2 separate regions of the Callithrix jacchus genome follow, and region 1 is linked to region 2. Evidence: chromatin contacts called from public Hi-C data. All regions are on one chromosome and are shown on one strand. The core of a region is the stretch at or near the end of the contact, and the rest is flanking DNA. Distances in the headings are between cores, read along the strand shown. Region 1 holds the start of SCRN2 (secernin 2). Region 2 overlaps LOC118153846 (a long non-coding RNA gene).

Region 1 (5,746 bases), core at 468-2,967, 180 kb after region 2:
CTCCGGGATATTGTATCAGACAGCCTCCACCTTCTCACTAATCCTAGTGTGTCTGACTGCCAGCACCCTAGCAGAGCAGGCTTGAAAGAAAACCAAACTCCACTAAAACCGTGTTAGAATTGGTAAGCAAATACAGTAAAGTCACGGGATACAAGGTCAATGTACAAAAGTCAGTAGTGTTTCTATACACTAACAGTGAGCTGTACAAAAAGAAATCAACAGTCCCATTTACAATAGCTACCAAAATAATAAAATATTCAGGAATAAATTTAACCAAGGAAGTGAAAGATCCGTACTCTGAATGATAAGACATTGATGAAGGAAACTGAAGAAGACACAAAGACATGGAAAGCTATTTCGTGCTGACGGGGAAGAATTAATATTGCTAAAATGTGCATACTACTCAAAGCCATCTATGGATTCAGTGCAACTCATGGAAGTAGATAACCTTGCAGCATCTCCCCTCCCTCCATTCCTGGAGGGCTCCACAGAACAAAAGGGTGTAAGATGCATTTGCCTTAATGATAGTTATGGAGAGATGGTTTGCAGAGGAAAATGAACTGAAAATCAAAACGTTTGGGAAGAGAATATAACTCCACAGGACCGTGTGTCAGCTTTGGCCAAGGCTTCTTTGCGGTTTCAGTTTCACCACAGGTAAAGGCACCAAAGCTTTGAACTAGAAAGTTTTAAATTTCCTTTCAAAGCTATTTTTCCATGGATTTGAGCACCATTGGACAGATAGATGGGTTTTGTGCACATATTTCCTTATTTATTTATTTTAAGAGACAGGGTCTTGCTCTGTCACCGAGGCTGGAGGGCAGTGGCATGATCTCAGGTCACCTTTCTGGCTCAAGCGATCCTCCAACTCAGCCTCCTGAATAGCTGGGATTTCAGGAACCCATTATCATGCGCAGCTTATTTATTTATTTATTTTGAGAGGGAGTCTCGCTTTTTCGCCCAGGGTGGAATGCAGTGGCACTAACTCGGCTTACTACAACCTCCGCCTTCTGGTTTCAAGTGATTCTCCTGCCTCAGCCTCCTGAGTAGCTGGGATTACAGGTGCCTGTCACCACACCCGGCTAATTTTTGTATTTTTAGTAGAGACGGGGTTTCACCATGTTGGCCAGGCTAGTCTCGAACTCCTGACCTCGTGATCCGCCCGCCTCGGCCTCCCAAAGTATTGAGATTGCAGGTGCGAACCATCGCACCCAGCCTACGCCCGGCTAATTTTAAAATATTTTCTCTAGAAGCGAGGTCTTGGTATGTTACCCAGGCTGGTCTTGAACACCTGGGTACCAGCGATCCACCCACCACGGCTTCCCAGAGTGCTGGGGTTACAGGGGCGAGCCACCGCACCCAGCCTCCACCACTCTCTAATTCTCTATCTTACTCCCTTGTGTTAATAAGTGAGTAAGGCCTGGGATTGCGCCTCTGAGATTCAAACCAGTACTCAAGTATCTGAGGTTCTTCCTTAATCTCCAGATTCCCCAAAAGTCCCCTCTCTCTAACAAAGTCTCCCTTTTCACGCGGGCTCCCCCCCCCCCCCGCTTCATGGGGTGAGCAGCCTTTATCAGGCCTGAAATGGGCGCCCGGGTATGGCAGGGAGCGGGAAGTGGTGCAGGCGCGCGCCCTGGTGGAAAACGGCGGAGCTGCAGGCTTCGTTCCGGCTCCGACCCCGAGGCCTAAGGCCTTCCAGGTCACGTGAGAGACTCCGCCCAATGGGACGGCCCCGGCAGAAGCGGAGGAGGTGAGCTCGGGACCGAGCTGGGTTCTTGGAGGGAGAGAGGGTAAGGGCAATACAGTATTGGGGGTGAGAGAAGGGTTGGACGGAAGAGGGTCGGGTGTCTGGACATGCGCAGGGCCGCGGGACTCTCGGTGGGGTAGCGAGGGAGACTGTCCCACCACTGCTCCGAAGGGCTGGGACTCCCAGTGGGGGCGGGCCCCTCGGAGCGCCCGCCTGCTGACTCCCAAGCCTGGAGCCTGGGGAGAGTGGTCACCTCCGTTCCTGCACACCCGTGCATGGTGTGTGCGCCGAGCGTCCGGGAGCCACGGCGGTGTCTTCCCTGCGCGTCGTTTGCACGTGCAGGGGGAGGAGGCTCCCCCGGGCGGAGTCGTGGCCAGGGTTATGAAGAGGCCCGCACTCAACCCCACCTCTCCCCAGATGGCATCGTCGAGCCCTGACGCCCCATGTTCCTGCGACTGCTTTGTCTCGGTGCCCCCGGCCTCAGCCATCCCGGCTGTAATCTTTGCCAAGAATTCAGACCGACCCAGGGACGAGGTGCAGGAGGTGGTGTTTGTCCCCGCAGGCACTCACACTCCTGGGAGCCGGCTCCAGGTGGGTTAGGCCTTATGGGGTGCTGGAAGGTGTGGCAGATCTCGGCATTCTTCTAAGACTTTCTTCCCTGATCGCCACACCTGGGAGGCTGCCAGAAGTAGTGGGAAGAGCATGAGCTTCAGGTATACTAACCTGGACCTGAGCCCATTATGTAGCCTCAGTCTACCTCAGTTTCCTCTTCTATAAAATGGGAATGAGACCTTCCTCAAAGGGATATATAAGGTGTATTGGCAGAGTGCCAGCACGCGTCAGGTGCCGCCCCTTTCTGAATGGATGCTTCCTTTTTCCTCCCTCACCTCCAGTGCACCTACATTGAGGTGGAACAGGTGTCGAAGACGCACGCTGTGATTCTGAGCCGCCCTTCTTGGCTGTGGGGGGCTGAGATGGGCGCCAACGAGCATGGTGTCTGCATTGGCAACGAGGCTGTGTGGACGAAGGAGCCACTTAGGGAGGGGGAAGCCCTGCTGGGCATGGACCTCCTCAGGTGCAGACCCTGCCCTTCCTCATCTCCCTGACACACCAGAAATCTGGGGGCCGAGTTTTGATCTGGGCCCATCCTCCCCTCCCCCCAGCCTGGTTCACAGGGGCCTTCTCCTCTCTGCAGACTTTGCCCTCATGCCCTCGTGAGGGAAGCTGCAGCAGCAGTCACCTTTGGATGTCTCCTGGCCCAGAAAAAGAGCAGTGGTTTATTTATTTGTTTTCAGTTGAAATCTCATGTACAGTCCCAATTTATAAAACCAGTAATAGTGGAGCAGCTCTGGGCGGAGAGAGGTCGGGAGTTCAGCACAGTTCTCTCTCTGAAACTGTGTTTTAAGCCTTTTCATGGAACCCTGAGAGCATAGCACAAGGAACCACAGAGTATTGAAAGCCACTGGCATAATTGTGTTTGATACGATCAGTGCCAGCAGATTTGCTGTGTGACTTGACCCTATTACCAAACCTCTCTGTGTCTCTTCTGTTTCCTGGAGCTTCTGCCACCAGCCATTGATCCCTCTGGCACCCTTCTGTCCCTTGGCTCTCTCTCTTGCCAGGCTGGCTTTGGAACGGAGCACCTCTGCCCAGGAGGCCTTGCATGTGATCACAGGCTTACTGGAGCGCTATGGGCAGGGGGGCAGCTGCCTGGAGGACCCTGCACCTTTCTGCTACCATAACACCTTCCTGCTGGCTGACCGCACTGAGGCGTGGGTGCTGGAGACAGCTGGGAGGCTCTGGGCTGCACAGAGGATCCAGGGTGAGGCGTTCCCTTTCTGCCAGCCTTGGGAAATGGGAGAGATGGTAGCAGTAGGGAGGTGCTTGATCCAGTTACAAGCCTGTCGGGACATTCAGGGAGATGGGAGATGAGTCCACCTGGGAACGCTGCTCCCCTTCAGTTGAAAGTCTTCCTTGTGCTGTAGCCTGCTGCTTCCTCTGGGAAGCCTTCCTGCACTTCCCTGGGTGGTCAGGTTTCCTGTTTATATGCAAGCAGGTACTTCTGCCTCGCATTCAACATAGTTGCCAGCTTACATTTCTCTCTGATTGTTTTGCCTCCCCCACTACACTGTAGGCTCCACGAGAGTAGGTCGTTCTCTTCACCATGCTCTCAGCACCTCACCCAGTGCCTGGCTTAGAATAGATGCCAGGTATGTAATAGTGGTAAATGAGCCGCCTTATAGGCTCCCCTATCTCCTCCACAGAGGGGGCCCGAAACATCTCCAACCAGCTGAGCATTGGCACAGATATCTCGGCCCAACACCCGGAGCTTCAGACCCATGCCCAGGCCCAGGGCTGGTGGGATGGGCAGGGCACCTTTGACTTTGCTCAGGTCTTCTCCCTGACCCAGCAGCCTGTGCGCATGGAGGCTGCCAAGGCCCGCTTCTTGGCAGGACGGGAGCTGCTGCGGCAACAGCAAGGTCAGTGAGTGGTAGAGGGGCTGAGGGCTAGGAGGGCCACAGCAGTGCCAGCCACTCTCGCCTCCCATAGCTTCCCCCTCTACTCCTTGGCAGGGGGCATCACAGCAGAGGTGATGATGGGCATCCTCAGGGACAAGGAGAGTGGCATCTGTATGGACTCGGGTGGCTTTCGCACCACCGCCAGCATGGTGTCCGTCCTGCCCCAGGATCCCACGCAGCCCTGCGTGCACTTTCTCACTGCCACGCCAGACCCATCCAGGTGGGAAGAATGAGAGTGGGGAAGGTCAATAAGAAGAGAGGATCTGATATATCTCCATCCTGTCACCTCTGTGCCCCTCTAGGTCTGTGTTCAAACCTTTTATCTTCGGGGTGGGGGTGGCCCAGGCCCCCCAGGTGCTGTCCCCCACTTTTGGAGCACAGGACCCTGTTCGGACCCTGCCCCGATTCCAGACTCAGGTAGATCGCCGGCACATCCTCTACCGTGGACACCAGGCAGCCCTGGGGCTGATGGAGAGTGATCAGGTATCCCCCAGGGAATGGGGCTACCTTGATGGGGTAACAGACTCTGGAAAAATGAGGGAACCTGGGCATGGAGGAGATTCCGGAGCTGGGGAGAGGAGCTCCTCCCTTCAAAGCCGGCAGCTGCCCAGGGGAATATTGGGGAGGTCTCTCCTTTCTCCTGCCTGTGTGAGGTGGTACTCTGTTCCCTGCCTGTGTGAGGTGGTACTCTGTTCTTCTGGTGGGAAGCCTGTCCTGGACAGACTCATCTCAACTTTCCCTTGGGGCAGGATCGGGAGCAGCAGCTCCGGCAGAAACAGTGGGATCTGGAGCAGGAAGGCCTCAAGGCTGTACGGGGGCTGCTGGCCAGCGAGTGGGCCCCACCCTTCCAGGAACTGGGCAGCCTCTTCCAGGCCTTCGTGAAGAGGGAGAGCCAGGCTTACGTGTAAGCTTCACAGCTTCTGCTGGCCTGGGGTGGGCCTGGACCCCTGCAGCCAACTGCCCTGAGCTGGTGGTGCTGAAGTTGGAGCAATCCCTTCACACCCCTTGGCCATGTTCTGAGCAGCCAACTTGGCCTTTGCCTTAATAAATGTGCTTTATTTTCTGTTCAGTGAACTTTATTCCAGGTCCAGTGGGGGTGGGAGAACCAAATGAGGCCCAAAGGCAGCCCTGGGCAGGCTGCAGGGCCTGTGGTTGTGTCCTTATTCTTATGAATGGTTCAGTGATGGGGACTAGGCAGGAGGACAGGGAAGGGACAGGAGCTGGCTGCTGCTGGGGAGGATTAGCACCACAGCTCCTTGGTCCTGGGCTCGGACCGGGGAAGGGCCCCCCCTAGGGGTGGCGGTGAGGCAGCATCCTCCATGAGGCAGTGCCCACTTCTTGCCCATACAGGAGCCAGGAAGGCATGGGGGGGCCTGAGTCATGCCTGCCCTGTGGGTAGCTCCTGTAAGATTCCAGACTCACTCTTTAGAATAAGGTGGCTCACTGGGCTCTGTGTTTTGTTTCCTGGTGCTTTCACCGGTTG
Region 2 (5,829 bases), core at 2,951-5,450:
AGGCAGCTATGTATGGAGGAAGGCGATGAGGGATCAGACCATTTCCCCAGATTCCAGTGGAAACTTTGGAGGCAGCATCTAAATGAATCAGAGAAGATAAGAAGCCTCAAATACCTTGCAGAACACTGCCCATATCCTCCCACCTTCAGCCCCAAGGAGGATTGGGATGCAGGGAGTCTGCAGATGAAACAATTGTTTACAAAGTCTGGAGAAGCATGCCAGGAAGCTAGTCCAGGGGCAGAGTTTTCAGGGTCTGAGATTGATCCTACTCCATCCTGAAAACTGAGAGAAAAAAAAGTGTGAGTCTTTAGTTCTCTACTCCCTTTAGTTCTGGGAGTGCATTTGGAGTTTCCTTTAAAATCTATGTGGATATGGGAGGCTGAGGCAGGAGAATCACTTGAACCCAGGAGATGGAGGTTGCAGTGAGCTGAGATTGCACCATTTGCACTTCAGACTGGGTGACAGACTGTGACTCTGTCTCAAAAAAAACTTTTTTTAATATAAAGTAAAATAAAAAATAAATTCCATGTGAATAAATTGAGGAAAGCTAAGGTGTAACAGATGAGAAAGAGACAGAGCGGGGCTGGGCACAGTGGTTCACGTCTGTAATCCCAGCACTTTGGGAGGCCACGGTGAGCGATCACCTGAGGTCAGATGTTCAAGACCAGCCTGCCCAACATAGTGAAATCTTATCTCTACTAAAAATACAGAATTAGACGGGTGTGGTGGCACATGCCTGTAGTCCCAGCTATTCAGGAGGCTGAGGCAGGAGAATCAGTTGAACCCAGGAGGCAGAGGTTGCAGTGAGTGGAGATTGTGCCACTGCACTCCAGCCTGAGCAACAGGGCGAAACTCCATGTCAAAAAAAAAAAAAGAAAAGAAAAGAAAAAAGTAGGGTTGGGGCTGGGAAGGCAAGAAGTAGATAGCAGAGAAGAGACAAGGGAAACTCCTGCTTGGTAAGACTGTTGTCTGTCCCACTTCATGCAAGCATAAGCACTTCCGCCAAGACCGGGCCCTCCAGAGGATGTCCAACTTAAAGCTTGGATCCTGGGCAGCAGCAGGAGGGGATTGGGGATTGGGATGTCCCAGGGCAGATCGCCTTAAGGGACCTATTTGTAGATGCAGAGGCCCAGAGGCTGCCTTAGGCAAGCTGCTTAGGGCTTTGGGTCACAAGAAATCCAGAGCTTCCCCGATGAAAATCTTTTTTCTCCTCTTTCTGATTCTCTTCTTCCTTCCACTTTCCCTAAACCTGCTGAATCCCTTAGGCAGCTGGGATCAACATAAGCTAGAAACTGATGCGTATACAAGGGAAATGGGGAAGCCTAGAAACAGCAGAACCTGGGAGAGGTATCTGTGTACAGGGCAAATGAGGGGAGCCTGAAAACAGCTGAATCTGGGGAGATGGAACTGCCTAGTGAGAGAGAAGGGGGGTACTGGAAACTGCCAAACCCAGAGAGGCCAATTTGTGTACTGAGGAAATATGGGGGAACCTGGAAACAGCAGGATCTGGGGAGATAGTCGTGTACAGGGGGGCAGACGGAGGGAGTAGCCTGAAAACAGTTGAATCTGGGGAGGTAGATTCGTGTGCAGGGAGAACAAGGGGGGACTAGAAACAGCACAATCTGGGGAGATGGGATAGTGTACAGTGGAAGCTGGGGCGGCCTGGAAACCAGGGCTCTCAAGGGATGGATCTGATGGAAACTACATGGAGGGTCAGGAGCCTGGGGAATCTGATGTAGCAGGCAGGAGCAGGGACAAGGGCAAGCACAGGGGTGGAGTCAGGGTGGTGGTTGTGTGGAAGGGGAACGGATTGGTACCCCCTGCTTTGTAGGTTTGAGTTAGACCCCTTGGCAGCCTCTTCTTGCAGAAAGGGCATAATGTAGTAGCTCTCCAATGGGAAGCCAGGATTTCACACAGAAGAGAAGGGCCTTTGTGCGCAGTTGCTGCCCTGGTCCTAAAATGAGCAAAGCCTGGAATACCCTAGGGGAGACAGCCCAGGAGTTGGGGTGGGGGAGGATGAGGAGGTTGAAGGAGCTTCGGTCCCCTTGCCTGCCTTCTTCCCAATCCCTCTCTGACAGGGACAGGCCTTTTTCTCCCTTCCTACCGACCAGCCTGACCTCTCCCCTCAGCAGTTCCCTTCTGAGTGACAGACAAAGACAGAGCTGCAGACAATCAATTGAAGGAGGCCCCACAAAAGTTCCCTCCCAACCCACCATCCCCCATCCCCCCACCCACACTGACGCCCTGGGCCTGTCACTCTAGTGGAGCTGCCTTCAGGTGACAGGGTGACTAGAGACTGGGAGAGGCCTGAGATTTTGGGTTTCTGTCTGTGCCTCTTGGAAACCAGACTTTCCGAGCTGGTTGTCTCTGAGAGAGGAATGGGGGCAGAACAGTGGCCACTATTGCAGAAAGAGAAACCTGGTTCCACTATTTCTAGCTGTGGGATCTTGGCCAGTGGTCATTCCTCTCTGGGTTTCAGTTTTCTCATCCGTAAAATGAAGGATTGGTCTAGATCTCTAAAGGCCCTTGCAGCTCTAATCCTCGTGACGATTCTTAGTAGCCTCGGAGAGAGAGCTCAGCCTGGCATTTCTTCTCATTCTATAATACGGCTCAGAACTTTCCAGCGACCATTGTGGGGAGGCAGGCATTTGGGATGTTGTGGGAGTGTTTAGGCAAGCTTTCTCTGGCATTGATAACACTTCTGGAACGTGTGTGTTTCTACTTTTCATCACTCTAAAGGGTTCCTCCCCTTGAGCAAAATTATTTTTTGCTCCAACCACCTCGGGTTTCCCGTCTTGTGATATAGGCTGCAAGGTGGAATCTGAACCCAGAATCTCATCTACCTGTCCCAAATCTGCCCTTTTTCTCTGTAGGACTCACTCCCAACCCCTCTGTGCTTTCTTGCCTGTGGCTTCTCTTATTACCCGGTTTCTCTTAAAGTCAAGGATGTTTGGAAAGGGGATTTATGCTTGGGATCTTATAATGAAGCCTCAGAGACTCAGGGAAAGGACTCTCCTCCCCTAACAGAAAGACAGCCAGGTACCCCAAGGCCCTGAGGCATCACACTGCCCCTTGTTCATTCCTAAGCCTGGAGAGGGTTCGCAGTGCCTCCCTTGCAAGGCTGCCAGCCGGGAGTATATCTGAGACCACCTATACAAAGCCACCCTCAGCCTGGAAGCATGGAAAGCATAGTGTGTGGTGGTGCAGAGAGGGTCAAATAACCATGGGCCTAACTCCGGCCAGTGGACTGCCCATCTCCAGTCTGTGCCGATGAAATCATTCCCAGCACTTACAGAACGGGAATGGAAGAGTCTTGTCCAGATGGAAGGGGAACTATAGTTGCCTGCCTTACCTCTCTTGGGGACCTCAGGTGACCTGCCTCAACCTACCAAAGGGGAGGAGGAGGAATCTTCAGGGGACAGTGCTGGGAGCTGGATTCCCCAGGTCCAGTGTCACCAATGATGGCCTGGGGAAACAGAACCTCTTGAGAGTCGCACTGGGGCCTTCCTAACACAGGCTAAGTGCAGGGCATCTCTCCACAATTCTGCCTTCCTGGGCACCGTCAGGGATGCACGGGCAGTTCTTAATGAGTCCCAAGGCTGTGGGAGCTGAAGGGGTAGTGGGCCGGACGGAGGAGGGAGCGGGGAGGAGATCTGATTAGAATCCGGACCGTATGGCGAACACTGCGGAGATGGAGGTAATCACTGAGCGGGCGAGACAGCGTGCTCCGCGACAGCAGGCGGCCCCGCCGTTGCCATGACAACCGCGGCCTCCTGGGCGCGCGGCTCCGCGCTGCTCGGCGTCAGCAGCGGAACATCTGCTTTGCACCGGGCTGCTGGGAGACGGGGGGCGCGGGCGCGGCTGCTCCCCCCACCCCGCGAAAAAGAAACAAATTAGGCCAACTGTCCAATGAGGGGCCGCAAATGTATTTATTAATGCGAGGGAAAGGTTGTTCCGGAGCGCAGTTTGATTAATGTTTGAGTCTTCAGCTTGTCAGTCTGGTTTTGTCTCTTGCAAAAGGGGAAAAGGGAGGGGTTGAGTGAGGGGCTGGTAGGGGAGTGGGGAGGAGAGAGACAACAAAGCGGGAGGGGACGTTAATAGCCAAATAGGCTCTTTTTCATGTTTCCCCCAGCCTGCCACCCTTGATGGATGGCTCAGACAGACACCAGAACGCATCAGGGAGACGCGAGCCCCTCGGAGAGATGGAGAGATGGCGAGATGGAGGAGAGGGGCCGGCTGAAGCCTGGTTGGGGTCGGTGGGCGGGAACTCCCAAGGGCTGCCTGGAGAGGAATGGCCTCAGGAAACGGAACGGGCAACTCCTGGGGAAACCAAAGGAAAATTACACTCATGTTTACAAGTCTTCCCTCCTCTCCCCAGTTTGCCCCTCTGGGCCCTGGAGACAGCACCGAGGTCGGAGAGTGAGGGTCTTCATACCCTCTGGATACAGAAAGGGACGAGAAGCTCTCTTCCGTGGTTAGGGATGGGAGAAGGAGGTGGGCAAAAGCCTATGGCTTCGAATTCTCCTTCCTCTCTCTTTCCTCCACCCTTTTCTTTCCTCTCACCCTGTGTCCTTGGCCTTTTATCTTATCTTCACTTTTACTCTGTCGTCCCTCCTTCCTTCCTCTTTGTCTCTTCCATTGTTTCTTTCCTCCATCTCTTCCCCCTCCCCCGTTGGTGACATCAGCTGGCTGTGATAGGAACTGCCTTGGGGAACTGCCTTCCCTGACCAGTTTGAACACCTATACTGCTTTCTATTTTTCCTTCCCTAGAGACATGGGGGAACTGAGAGCCCCCTTGGAACCTCAAACTTAACCCAGTTTGTGAAAAACACACACACAAAAACCACACACAACACACACACACACACACACACAAAACACACCACCACCCCTTTTCTACCCTCCCCACCAAATCCTTCTCAGCTCCAGCACACTAGGAATGTGGAGTGGAGGCCAGGTGCGGTGGCTCACCCCTGTAATCCCAGCACTTTGGGAGGCTGAGGTGGGGGGCATCACCTGAGGTTGGGAGTTCCAGACCAGCCTGACCCACATGGAGAAACCCCATTACAAAATTCGTTGGGCGTGGTGGCACATGCCTATAATCCCAGCTACTTGGGAGGCTGAAGCAGGATAATCACTTGAACCTGGGAGGCAGAGGTTGCAGTGAGCCGAGATCATGCTGTTGCACTCCAGCCTGGCAACAAGAGCAAAACTCCGTCTCAAAAAAAAAAGAGAAAAAGAAATGTGGAGTGGAAACTGAAAATTACAGATTTCTGGCCAGGCCTTGGTCTGTAAACTTAGGCTGCTTTGAGGTTAGATGCCTCCTCTTTACTAGGCCTTAAAAAAAAAAAAAAAAAGGAAAGAAAGGAAAGGAAAGAAATACCTCTTTACCAAATTCTAACATGACTTTGCAGCTCATTTTACCTTCCTGTACAGGAAAGAATTGCATTTATACATCTGAAGACCTTTGCAAGAGGGAAGTTATTGGATACAAAAAAAAAAAAAAAACCTACTTGATGGGCTGGGGACTGTGGCTCATACCTATAATCCCAGCACTTTGGGAAGCCAAGGCAAGTGGATCACTTGAGGTCAGGAGTTCAAGACCAGCCTGGCCAATATGGTAAAACCATGTCTTTACTAAAAATACAAAAAATTAGCTGGGTGTGGTGGCATGCACCTGTAATCCCAGTTACCCAGGAGGCTGAGGCCGGAGAATCAGTGGAACCTGGGAGGCAGAGGTTGCAGTGAGCAGAGATAGTACCACTGCACTCCAGCCTGGGTGACAGAGTGAGACCCCATCTCAAAAACAAAACAAAATAAAACAAAACC

What was found. Hi-C and Micro-C count contacts between places; a contact is called where the count stands out from the background.
Region 1: a Hi-C map of skeletal muscle shows a contact between it and region 2, with 6 times the contacts expected there. The contact joins the promoter of SCRN2 here to the enhancer-like site in region 2. A contact is called at or near these places in 3 of 3 Hi-C or Micro-C datasets (induced pluripotent stem cells and skeletal muscle).

What each region holds. Positions count from the first base shown.
Region 1 is chr5:118,457,144-118,462,889 of calJac240_pri, forward strand. SCRN2 (secernin 2) reads left to right here and starts at 1,718. Exons shown (of 8, transcript XM_078374264.1): 1 at 1,718-1,747; 2 at 2,162-2,335; 3 at 2,638-2,819; 4 at 3,367-3,566; 5 at 4,009-4,224; 6 at 4,318-4,483; 7 at 4,566-4,746; 8 at 5,013-5,326. The coding sequence starts at 2,162. The coding sequence ends at 5,171. It overlaps LRRC46 (leucine rich repeat containing 46), which reads right to left. Exons shown (of 8, transcript XM_002748543.6): 8 at 5,318-5,746.
Region 2 is chr5:118,274,606-118,280,434 of calJac240_pri, forward strand. LOC118153846 (a long non-coding RNA gene) reads right to left here. Exons shown (of 2, transcript XR_004743482.3): 2 at 3,911-4,320. Among named protein-coding and RNA genes, the nearest start is that of COPZ2, 25 kb to the left of the region's middle. Within about 2 kb of position 4,201, at least 3 of the 16 cell types and tissues checked have an H3K27ac peak or open chromatin away from gene starts, as enhancers often do.